2 separate regions of the Rattus norvegicus genome follow, and region 2 is linked to region 1. A link is a contact called in public Hi-C data. All regions are on one chromosome and are shown on one strand. The core of a region is the stretch at or near the end of the contact, and the rest is flanking DNA. Distances in the headings are between cores, read along the strand shown. Region 1 has its middle 210 kb from the start of Faxc. Region 2 has its middle 5.2 kb from the start of Fbxl4.

The links. Hi-C and Micro-C count contacts between places; a contact is called where the count stands out from the background.
Region 2: a contact with region 1 is called in a Hi-C map of Schwann cells, with 3 times the contacts expected there. The contact joins two enhancer-like sites.

The regions. Positions count from the first base shown.
Region 1 is chr5:40,482,213-40,487,879 of GRCr8, forward strand. No RefSeq gene overlaps it. Among named protein-coding and RNA genes, the nearest start is that of Faxc, 210 kb to the left of the region's middle. Within about 2 kb of position 4,054, at least 3 of the 93 cell types and tissues checked have an H3K27ac peak or open chromatin away from gene starts, as enhancers often do. A contact at or near this core is called in Schwann cells, where this site is marked.
Region 2 is chr5:40,744,254-40,750,305 of GRCr8, forward strand. No RefSeq gene overlaps it. Among named protein-coding and RNA genes, the nearest start is that of Fbxl4, 5.2 kb to the right of the region's middle. Within about 2 kb of position 4,123, at least 2 of the 93 cell types and tissues checked have an H3K27ac peak or open chromatin away from gene starts, as enhancers often do. A contact at or near this core is called in Schwann cells, where this site is marked.

The DNA.
Region 1 (5,667 bases), core at 2,804-5,303:
AAGGTTCTGCCTGATTAACTTCTGATTATAACAGTCTAATTAGAAAAGCCCTTCAGGTAAAATAGGGCAAGCTCTGCGATAACCGGCCGAGAAACAGTTTCAAGTACGGGCGGCTACAAGTGTTTAAGAACATTCTGCTGGGGATCTGAAGAGGAATGCTAAAAGTTAGGCAGATTCTGTTCTCAAAGCATTTGCATTCTGTTGTGGGTCTGCATTCTCTAAGTAGTATACCGTCTATCCACCCATGACCCACCCACCTATCCATAGAGTTTTGATTGAGAAACGCCCTTGTTCCACTTCCAAATAGACTCAGGTATTTGAACACTTGGTCCTTAGTCGATGGTGCTGTTTTGGGGAGGGATGCTATGGAACCTTTAGATACATTCAGGAGGAAGTACTTCTCTTTCTTTTTCCTTAAAAGGATCTATTTATTTATCTATTAACTTATTTTTATGTACGTTAGTGTTTTGCTTGCATGCATGTTGTGTGAGGGTGTCAGATCCTCTGGAACTGGAGTTGCAGACAGTTGTAAGCTGCCATGTGGGTGCTGGGAATTGAACCCTGGTCCTCTGGAAGAATATACAGTGCTCTTACTTGCTGAGCCACCTCTCCAGCCCAGGAAGTGCTCCTCTAGAACAGGCTTTGAGAGTTTATAACAACACCCCCTTCCAGTTTTCTCCCTCTGCTTCCTACATGCAGTTGTGATGTGACCTCTCAGCTTCCGGTTCTTGATACCAAACACTCTCTAACCCTCTGGATCGGTGAGCCAGTATTAAAACTCTCTCTCTCTCTCTCTCTCTCTCTCTCTCTCTCTCTCTCTCTCTCTCTCTCTCCATCCATCCATCCACTCATCCATCCATCCACCTACCTATCTATGTCCACTGCCATCTATCTATGTATCACTCTATCATCTCAATTAAAAGAAAAACAGCTTAATTATTTCATAGTTTCAAAAACAAAAGATAAAACATTAGCCTTGTAATTTTTTTTAAAACTAGTTTTCTAAGTTCTACTATCCTGGAAATTGTACACTGGCTGTTTCTGTACAAATGAAAAAGCAGCATGAATGTTTCCCATGCGTCACCGCTCCACGATCTCTCAGACCAGGCAGTCGCTTCCTGGCACCGTAGGGCCATATAAAACTAATTTATCTCAGTGGTGGCTGGTTTCAGTGTGGCACCATGCCACATAGTCCAGCTATCTTCTAGCCCCAGCCATCTCTCTGCTCCCATAGCTAGTTGCCCTGGCCAGCTGGGAACTCTGGTCCCAGCTATCCAGTAAAATCAAGACCCAACGGTCAGATTTATATGTTAAATACTCAATCTACAATATGTCCACAGAATAATTTCACTGCCAATTAATAAAGATAGAAACTGCCCACCTAGAAAAGATATAAATTGACCTAGACCACCTGGATTGGAATCATCCTCCTCCTCTGTCCCCATCTTTCTTTTTTCGCTCTTCCTCCTCCTCCTCCTCCTCCTCCTCCTCCTCCTCTTCCTCCTCCTCCTCCTCCTCCTCCTCCTCCTCCTCCTCCTCCTCCTCCTCCTCCTCCTCCTCCACCTCTCTCTTTCCTAGACTTTTATCCACCTACCCTTCCTTCTCATCCAATGACTGGCTTCACCTTATCCTGGACCCACCTTGCTGCATAATGACATCATCCTACACTGGCTGTCTGCACTTTGAACTCAGTGACTGACATTGTGATAACTGTTGGCCTGCCCAGGTTTTTTCTGTGCCTGAAAATAACACAGCATTTGCCTGAAGACATCTTTGAGTTATCGTACGAATACAGATGCATTTAAAGACCAATCAGAGGGGAAATACATAGAATGACACAAACAGAATATTGCAATTTATGTCGGACTTTGAACTGGAGTTTATTTTCAGGTCTACCTCAAAAATTTCTACTTGTTTATTCATAGTCTGCTTTGCTCCAAAAATTATTGAAAGTTGGTCTATATCATCTGCTTAGTTCTTAGGTAAAACTCTTTGAGCAAACCAATGACATAGTATAAATTTTGCTGAAAATGTGGCAAACAGCCAACTCACAGAAAATGTAGAGGTGCTGAAATGTCTCGTGATGCTGGAATATCAGCCTCACTGATCCTTATATCGCTAGAGTCTATTAGACTATCTCTTAGGGATCTTTTCTAGATAGGCATCTTAACTGGAAAGTTACCTGGGAGAAATGCCAAATAGATTAATCTGTGTTAATGTGTTATATATCTGATTAATTCGTGTTTGCAGACACTGTTCCTTGGGGGGGTCAGGCCAATTACTTATGAACGGAGTCCTAGGGTGGTTGGACAGGAAGGTGATCCCTCTGCTGTTCTGAGGGCCATTTCTGTGTGGATAAACCCAGTGATTTAAATGGCTGGGGGTCCATGACTCACTTTTTAAATGTATGAAGTACCCTGATTTTACAGGGTTGATGACTAATTCAGGAGATTTAAAAATATTTCATAGTCTTAAAAAAAACCCTCTGGCCACTGTTACTTGTCTATGATTCACCATCCCTCAGTAAGTACTTTGATCATGTTGTTTAGGGACGTCAGGCCCTCCAGTTAGGGATTGCCTTGAGTACAGACTCAGCCTGGATGGAAATGACGTCATGGCTAATGGCTGTATCTAACACTCAGGCTTGTCATTCAGCTCTCAGTCACTCTGACAAAATGCCCCAGTGATACAATGTGGAAGGAGGAAAGACCGGTTTGGCTCACAGCCTTGGAGACTTTAGTCCACGATCAGTTGGCTACGTTGCTTTGGGTCTGTCCTGATGTGGCATATGATGGTGAGATCACATGGCTGCTTACCTCATTACCACCAGAAAGCAAAGAGGGGGGGGGAGGACATGGGTCTCGATATGCCTTTCAAAGTCATTCTCCATCTTCCTTCCCTTAGATGCCCCCTTCTTAATCAATCTGCCAGCAAGGCTGCAGCCTGAAGCCAAGCCTTTAATATGGATCTTTGGGGGATGATTAAGTTTCAGGATGTAACACACAGGCGTGTGATATGGAGCCCAGGGGAAAGACACGAATCCTCTAAACTTGAGTCAGACTCAAAAGAGGAAGAGGGGAAGAAAAAGTATGTCTGAGTTGTTCTGCCTTGTATAGATGCTGAGTAAGGAGGCTTTTGTCAGCTTTGGGAAATAACACTTGTTTCCTTCTATGCAGTCGCTACTGTGCTTTGGAGAACTCTGTGGTTCATTGGTTTGCCAGGTACGCCTGGGGAGAGCAGATACTAGGGTCTTGCCCTACAGTAAGCAAACAAGCCCCCAGTGAGACTTCCTCTTGGTTCTCAGCCAGAGGATTAGGAACAGCAAGAAGAAACACAGGAGTGCACTTAGAAGACTATGTTTTTGGCACTGCAGTCAGCCAACAGCTGGCCTTCAGGAGAAATGCAATCCTTTAATGCGGAACCAAAAATAGAATTTTTCAAACAGGTCCCGAGAGCACATGGTGGCAGTCTGGCACTTAATATGAGGAGATGATGTGGAATCCTGGTTCAGAACAAATTAAGGACCCCAAAGTGACCTTGACAAGTGGAGTCCTATATCAGAGCCGGTTGGGGTGTTAGGGAAAGTAGGGGTAGTCCATACGAGGGAGGGATTGGAGTGACTAGCACTTCCCAAGTGGCCTTTTTAAAAAAACGGAAGACAATAAGCAACTTCTCCCTTCTTTCCCCATATTCTCTCTCTCTCCTCTCCCTCTTTCTTTCTCTCTTTCTCTCCCTCCCTGCCTTCTTCCCTTCCTTCCTCTCCTTCTTTTCCTCTTGCTTTTTTCTCAAAGGCTGGTCATTAGGGGGAGCTCTGGGCTTGGCTAAGATCCATAGGTGCCTTAGCCCAGCCAGTCACATCTGAAATGTCGTTGGGTGCACATTCCCCTTCATGCCAGGCCTTTCCTTCGCAGCAGAAAGTGGTTGCTTTTGGATAGTATTTCAGGGATGTGGGCAGAACAAAAGAGAAGCAGTTGGTGTTGGTTTGGGCCTTCAGAACAAGAGGAATCTTTGTTGGGAAACTAGGATGTGGGAGTATGAGAGGGAACATGTGGGAGCTATGAGAAGCAGAAGAGCGAAGAGAGATCCCATTCTTAGGAGGACTCGGCAGACACATGACTTATGCCTGTCTGACAGAGGCTGACTTATTTCCTCCTACATTTGTTTGTTGCAGACATTGATCATATTCAGAGGTCAGCCACCGTTGTAGCAGCTGACCAGAATGTTGCTACAGACCAATAAGGGCGGCCAGCGGTTTTACCATATCAACAGTCAATAGTTTTATTGCATTCTTTATGAGTGTAAAGAGTGACTGCATCTGCACTAAGACTTTCATAGGATTCTTTCAGATTGTGCTTCCGGGTTTGACATTTTGATTTCATTCTCAGTGAGGACAATAATCTGGAGACTCAAGTAGGGTCTGTAAGAGTTCTTCATCCCACAGAAACACCCTGTGTGTGGCCATTGGAACGAGGAGGATTCCAGGGCTGGCAGCCCTCCACACTGCCTTTTGTGAGCAGAGTAAACAACACTGCTTATTTTCATTCTTATCAGGGGAAAATGGCAGAGTAAAGGAGCTAAATATTCTGCCTTACCACTGGTTTTATTAAGCAAGTAAACCACAACAAAATCTTTGGGCAAATGTTCCTCAAAGTCCTGGTATTTTAGGACCACCTCTGTTTTTCCTGAACAGTAAGATCAGCAACACTTTGTGGGTATTGGGGTGGGTAATAACATTTCCTTGAAGTACTTTGGAGTAGTGAAAGTCGTTTCAAAGGACGTTGATTGCCATGCAGTGATTCTACTTTCCTATTTAGGGTTTTGGAAGCAGCTGATGGGTGACATAAGTCTGGCAAGCCAGGGCGAGTGCTGTGAACTGGCGGTTCAGTCCATGTGACCACAAGCCACAGCAAACCCTCGGAATGAGACGGGCACTCTGACCAATGCAAGGAACGGAGAGGTTGATTTGTGTCTTTAGAGAGGTATAATTTAGGTGCCTTTTGGGCTTCCACAGAGGCAGTGTTAGCTTGCATGTACGTGTATGCTGTATGTCCTCATGTATGTGGATACCTGTGTGCTGGTGCATGTACCCATATGTGTGCCTGTAGCAGACAGAGGTCAACACCAGGATGTCTTCATTGATTTTTACTTGATTTTTTTTTGTTTTTTGTTTTTTTTTGTTTTGTTTTGCAACAGGATCTTTTCATTGAACCTGAAGCTTGTCTTTTGGCTTATGCCTGTCTCTCCTCTCTTGTGCTGGGGTTATCAGTGCTAGCCTATGGCCACACCCACTTTCCTTTCTTTTTCTTCTTAAAAAGGATCCTGGGAATCTAAACTCAGATGGGTGCTTGTGCACATCAAATACTTTACCAGTTGAGCCATCTCTCCAACAAGCCCAATGTTATGTTTTCAAAAAGTGATGATTTGTACACTAAATGTTCAGAACTACTGTCTTAGAGACTGTGGTGGTTTGAATAAAAATGCCCCCCCACCCCCCGTAGGCTCACAGGGAGTGACTCTACTAGGAGGTGTGGCCTTGTGGGAGTAGGTGTGGCTTTTTCAGAGGAAGTGCATCTCGATAGGCATTACGATCTCAAATGCTCAAGCCAGGTCTAGTGTGACATTCACTTCCTGTTGCCTATCTGGATGTAGAACTGTATGATCCTTCTC
Region 2 (6,052 bases), core at 2,873-5,372, 260 kb after region 1:
AGTGTTTCTGGGCCTCTATGGGGCCAGGTTAGCTGATTCTGTGAATTTTCTCGTGGTGTTGCAATGATACTTTTTTTATTTTTAATTCTGTTAACCTGCCGATTTTTAACCAGGAGGGAAACATAAAAGTGAATTTAGAAATAATTTTTCGATATTTTTTAATGATTTTTTAATGATTTTTGAAATAGAGAATTTTCTTTTCTCAAAAGGCACCAGCGAACTTAACAAAGAAACTCTAAACTGGACGTGGTTGCCTAGGTTGAAAGTCCTAGCATTTATAAAGTTGGGGTCTGAGGATAAACTGGACATGGTAGCATAGACTGGTGGGTCCTAGCACTCAGGAAGCTGAGGCATGAGGCATTTTTAAAATAACATTTTCTATTTAATCTTGGAGAACTTTCTAGATGTAAGTAGAGTATTTTGATTTTATCTGCCCCACTCCCTGGACTTCTCTCCATTAGCTCCTCTGTATGCTTCTTCTTTCAAGTTCACCCCCCCCCCCATTTAAACCTACTGAGCCCATTCAATGCTCCCCCAAGAGTGGGGATATCTACTGAAGCATCAACTGACCAGGAGCTACACCTCTATAAAATTGTGGCTCTTCCTCCTCCAGTAACCATCAACTGCAATAGCTCCCCAGTCAGGAGTAAGGCCTCCTGGGCCCCTCCCTACCAATCCTGAATGTTGACCATTGGTCTTATAACAGTCTTATGCATATAACCATAGTGGTTGTGGCTTCGTGAGTGCAATGGCCGTGTAATGTCCAAAAGATTGTGAGTTTCGGAAGTCCGCCATGACCTCTGACCCTTGGCTTCTGCCACCTCTTCATAATAGTCTCTGAATCTTTGAGGGATGGAATATATAGATGGTCGTTTATGTCTGAGCTCTCTATCCCCACTTATGCTGTTTGAGTTCAAAATCAGACTGAGCCATACAGGAAACTTTGTCTAATAGAAAGGAAAACAAACAAACAAACAAACAACAAAAATCCCCAACTCTAAGCAGCAACTATATTCAAAAGATCCTCTTTAAAGATGTATTTATTAGTTTTCCTATATTTTTAAATTTTTATTTTATGTGTGAATGCTTTGCTTGGATGTATATGTGTACCACATACATGCTTGGTGTCCATGGAGGTCAGAAGAGGGTGTCAGGTCCTGAGGGTGCTGAACTAAGGTCCCCTGAAATAGCAACAAGTGCTCTTAACTCCTGAGACATCTTCATCCCCTAAGGAAGCACTTTTTGAGGACCTTCTTTGAGATTATCTTTTTCAAGAGTCACTGAAGACATTCATTTATGTTAAAGACTGTATTGTCAAAGGGTACTGGGCTTAGGGAAAAACTTATAATAAAAGCTCACCATCTATTGTAAAGATTAAGTTACATGTAGCTATATTGAATTGTTTGTGTTAGAATATAAATTGTACTACTTACTTTAAGAATATGGAGAAATATTTTTGACTCAATAACAAGAGCAGGATATACATCTTTGTGTATCAGAGGAGATGAGCAACCCAGATAATCCTGGTCTCCAGAGTTTATTTAAATGAATAGGATATGTTAGCTTGGAGTAGGGGTATTAATAGTTATACAGGGGTACAAATAAATGAGTAAATACTGAAAGTTTGTCAGAATAATCAGTTCTTTTCTATTCTCCTGCCAGGCAGATTAGACTTGTCAATCATGTGTGACGCTTTGGGGTTGATCCTCAGTGATGAAAAGGATCTTCTGATGAGGACAAGACATTGAGGAGAAACTGAAGCTTTTGGTCTGTGTGAGCGTCTATGTTGAAACTGTCCGCTGATCAGTGAAGCTTTAAAGGAGTGGAAAGGCTCTACCTCTTCATTGCTTACCTTGTCTTTCTGAAGAGATGACAGAATTAATGTAGATGCAATGCTTTTAGAAGAGTCATCACATAAAGAAAAGAGAAAGTAGCCGGGCACTCAAGCTTATCCCTCATCTCCATCTACCTCTCTCATATTATTCCCAATCACTGGAAACCTTAATTATGTCTTTAAATGAAGAAAGAGACAGAAAAAGACCGGCAGAAATGAACACTGTACAATCACAATAGGTTTTTGCTTTTCAATATGTTTTATTTCTTTTAGGCCTCTACTAATTTGGCTTATACCTTTATCTGGTTGTTTTAACCCATTTTAGTGACTTTAGGTCATGCTAGTATATGTTAGGAATTGTTCACTAGAAGGTACAAGGAGACCAGCATCCGGGTCTCAGTTTTATAAGCTGCTTGCTGCAAATCTAAATCTCTGTAAATCACCGAGTTGCTTCAGGCTTTTCTCGTGGCTGATAACAATTTAAAAAGTTAAACTAGAATGATCTTGAAGGCTCTACACTGACATTTTGCATTGAAGAGTCTCAATTACTGATCTTCAACATGTGTTAATAAATATTAATAATATTCACCCATTTGCATACTTTTTTATCACTCACAAAGCACTTTCATTTATATGATCTCTTTTAAATTTCTCTAGTGTCTGTGAGTTAGTCACATTTCATAGAAGTGGCAGCAAGCTCCGAGAAGCTATAACTTATCTAGGATCACAAGTTCCTAAGCATGGCAGGGCTGGACAGACAGGGCTCCTGAGAGCATTTCATTTTTTTCTGCCTGTTGCATACAGTTACTCCAAGGTTATGGTAATATGGAAACATGATTAGTTGTTATTGAATTGTAAAGCAATTCGTTATCATTTTCAGAAAGCCATTTTGACTTACAGTTGGAGAACTAGGTATCATTGACAGCTCTGAGGACATGATGTGGACAGTTCTTTTCATTTCGGAGCCTGCTTCTAGGTCTGTAAGAAACGGGTTTGGACTATATGGGCTTGTTTAAAAATGGCTTTCTTCTTGTTGAAAATTTGGATATTCTTAGTAGTTACTATGACTACTTTTTAGGCTAATATCTTGAGAGATTAATATGAAAATGAAAAGCTCTTATGATCTGTATGATGTTGAAATCACAGACTAAATGATTTCTATCAGTGGCTATTACTCATGTTCTCTGGTCATTAATTAGCACCTTAAAAACCCCTATCATTACTGCTTGAATTCTGGTTTTCAACAAGTTAGTTCATTTAAGATTTCACAGGGCCAAACTTGGTGGTGGTGCAGGTCTGTAATCCAAACTACACAGGAGGGTGAAGATGAGGCAGGAAGGTTGCAAACCCAAGTCCTGACAAGGGTACAGAGTAAGTTCAAGGCTAGTTTGGGAAACTTAGAGAGATGCTATGTCAAAATAAAAAGTAAAAGGAAGACTGGATTTCTCAGTTTTAGAGAACTTATCTAGCATCTAGTGTGCATGATGACCTGGGTTCCACACCCAGACATACTCACACACATACATACAGGCACACACACAGGCACACTCACATTCACACACACATGCACAGACCAAGGCACATTAACACACAGGTACATACACATACAGGTACACTCACACACAGGCACACACATAGGAACACACATGCAGGCACACTCTCACACACAGTCACATTCATACACCCAGGCACATACACACACAGGTACACACACACAAGAGAGCTCACAGATTATTTTGGCTGAGTTTTGTGAAAAGCATGTGGCCTTGCATTTTCTAAGAAGTCTTGGTTACAGAGAACAACTAATTGGAACAAATGACAGAAAACTAAGAGGAACTCACTGTGGGGACATTTCATTTTGAGTGATGCCTTTACCATGTAGGATTTTATGGTCACACATGCTCACGATCCCAAAAGGTATCTAACTGATAGACATTTCATGAAGAAGGTCATTTGAGAACAGTGGCGGGGAGGGTGGTGCTTCAAGGGGTCAGGCCAAAGAGGAGTTTTGAACCTGCTGCTTCTGTGTGTGACTCCCCATGGCAGCAGAACATTGTAACTTTTGAAACTAACACGGATGAATCACAACCAACTTGCTGAGCTGGTGACTTTATGCACAATTAAGCCTTGTTGGGATTTTATTTTTAATAGTGCCATTACAGCGTGGGATGCTTTTCAGCTCTGAAAAACATTCCATTTAATAACTAGGCATTAGTTCACACACTAAATCAGGGCAACACTAACTGATAAGCATCACTCCCCCTCCCCCCCCCCTTTGGCCTTATTGTGCCCCTGCCCAGAAAACAAAGCAAGGCCCTTGGGAAGAGAAGTTTCGAGGGAGGATTGCCTGGGTGATGACAATTCCATTTAGTCACAGAACAGAAACTTTGCTCTCAGCTGTTTCTTTTCTTAAACATGAATCAGTCTATTTAACAACCAGCATTTTAAAGAACATTGAAATAAAAAAAAATAGAGCATCATCCCTGGTTTCAAACATTATTACCCCCAACCTCAACACATAGTCCAAAAGAAAAACAAGCAAACAATAACACTAACTACATCTTTGAAAAAAAGCTAGAAATTGAAGAAATTAAAATGTATATAAAAGGACAGGCAAAGAGTGTGCACCAAAAGACATAAAAACGAATGCCAAAAGCAGCAGCTTGTAATAAGTAAATAATATCAAAAACAACAAAACTGCAGGATGTTTATGAAGAATAGGCTATACAGTCTTCTTCTCCTTTTTTTTTTTAACATAAGAGTAACTCAAGAAACCACCACTACACTTAACATGAATTGTTCTCACCAACCTGATGCTAAAAGAAACCATATCAAATAAAATGAGTAATTTATATGATTCCCCATCTACCTTAAGACCAAAAGTTGACATTAATCTGTTAGAAGTCAGAATAGGACCGGAGAGATAGGTCAACAGTTAAGAGCACTTGCTCTTTTAAAGAGGACCTAGGTTCAGTTTCTAGCATACACATGGTGACCAACAACCATCTATAACTCTAGTTCTAGGAATCCTGACAGCCTCCAGTGACTTCCACTGGCAGGAATGCAGGTGATAAAAACACTCTTTTTAAAAAGTCAGAATAACGCTAACACTGGGGGAAAGGCAATGGGAAAAGATCAGAAGGACATATGAGGACTTCTTTTTTATTTTTTATTGGACATTTTATTTATTTACATTTTAAATGTTATCCCCTTTTCTTGTTTCCACTCTGGAAATCTCCTATCTCATCCCCCTCCTCCCTGTTTTTATGAGGGTACTCCCCCACCTACCCCCAACTCCCACATCACCACCTTAGCATTCCTCTACACTGGGGCATCGAACCTTCACAGGACCAAGGGCCTCTCCTCCCACTGATGCCAGATAAAGCCATCCTCTGCTACATATGCAATTGGAACCATGGGTCCATCCTTGTGTACTCTTTGGTTGGTGGTTTAGTCCCTGGGAGCTCTGGGGGATCTGGTTGGTGGATATTGCTCTTCTTTGTATGGGGTTGTAAACTCCCTCAGCTCCTTCAGTCCTTCCCCTAACTCCTCCATTGGGGTCCCTGTGCTCAGTCTGATGGTTGGCTGCAAGCATTTGTATCTGTATTGGTCAGGCTCTGATAGAGCTTCTCAGGGGACAGCTATACCAGGTTCCTGTCAGCACATATTTCTTGGCATCAGCAAGAGTGTCTGGGTTTGGTACCTGCAGATGGACTAGATCCTCAGGTGGGGCAGTCTCTGGAGGGTCTTTCCTTCAGCCTCTGCTCCACTCTTTGTTCCTGTATTTTTTTGGACAGGAGCAATTCTGGGGACTTCTTGCTAGTAATTATCCAGTTTTTATCTGAGGACTTATTATGTGAGTGTGTTCCCATTTTTATCCAACTGTACAGTCACTTTTTGTATCAGCTTCTTTTTCACTTTCCCTTTCCTTTCTATTTTTTTTTCTTTTTTGAAAACAGGGTCTAACTCATCCCAGGAAGGTGTTGAATTTGCTATGTAACTTGAGATTTACCTAGAATTCCTGATCCATTTATCTCTGTCTCCCAAGTGCTAGGACAACCAATGGACAACTACTATATCCAGCTTTTGTGTCCTTTCCTGAATATGTTTTATCCTTCAGTTAGAACCATAACACTACTTGAGACCCTTCCCATGGGCAAGCACCGGTCCATGACACTATTAATGATGCTCTGTTATGCTTACAGACAGGGGCATGTT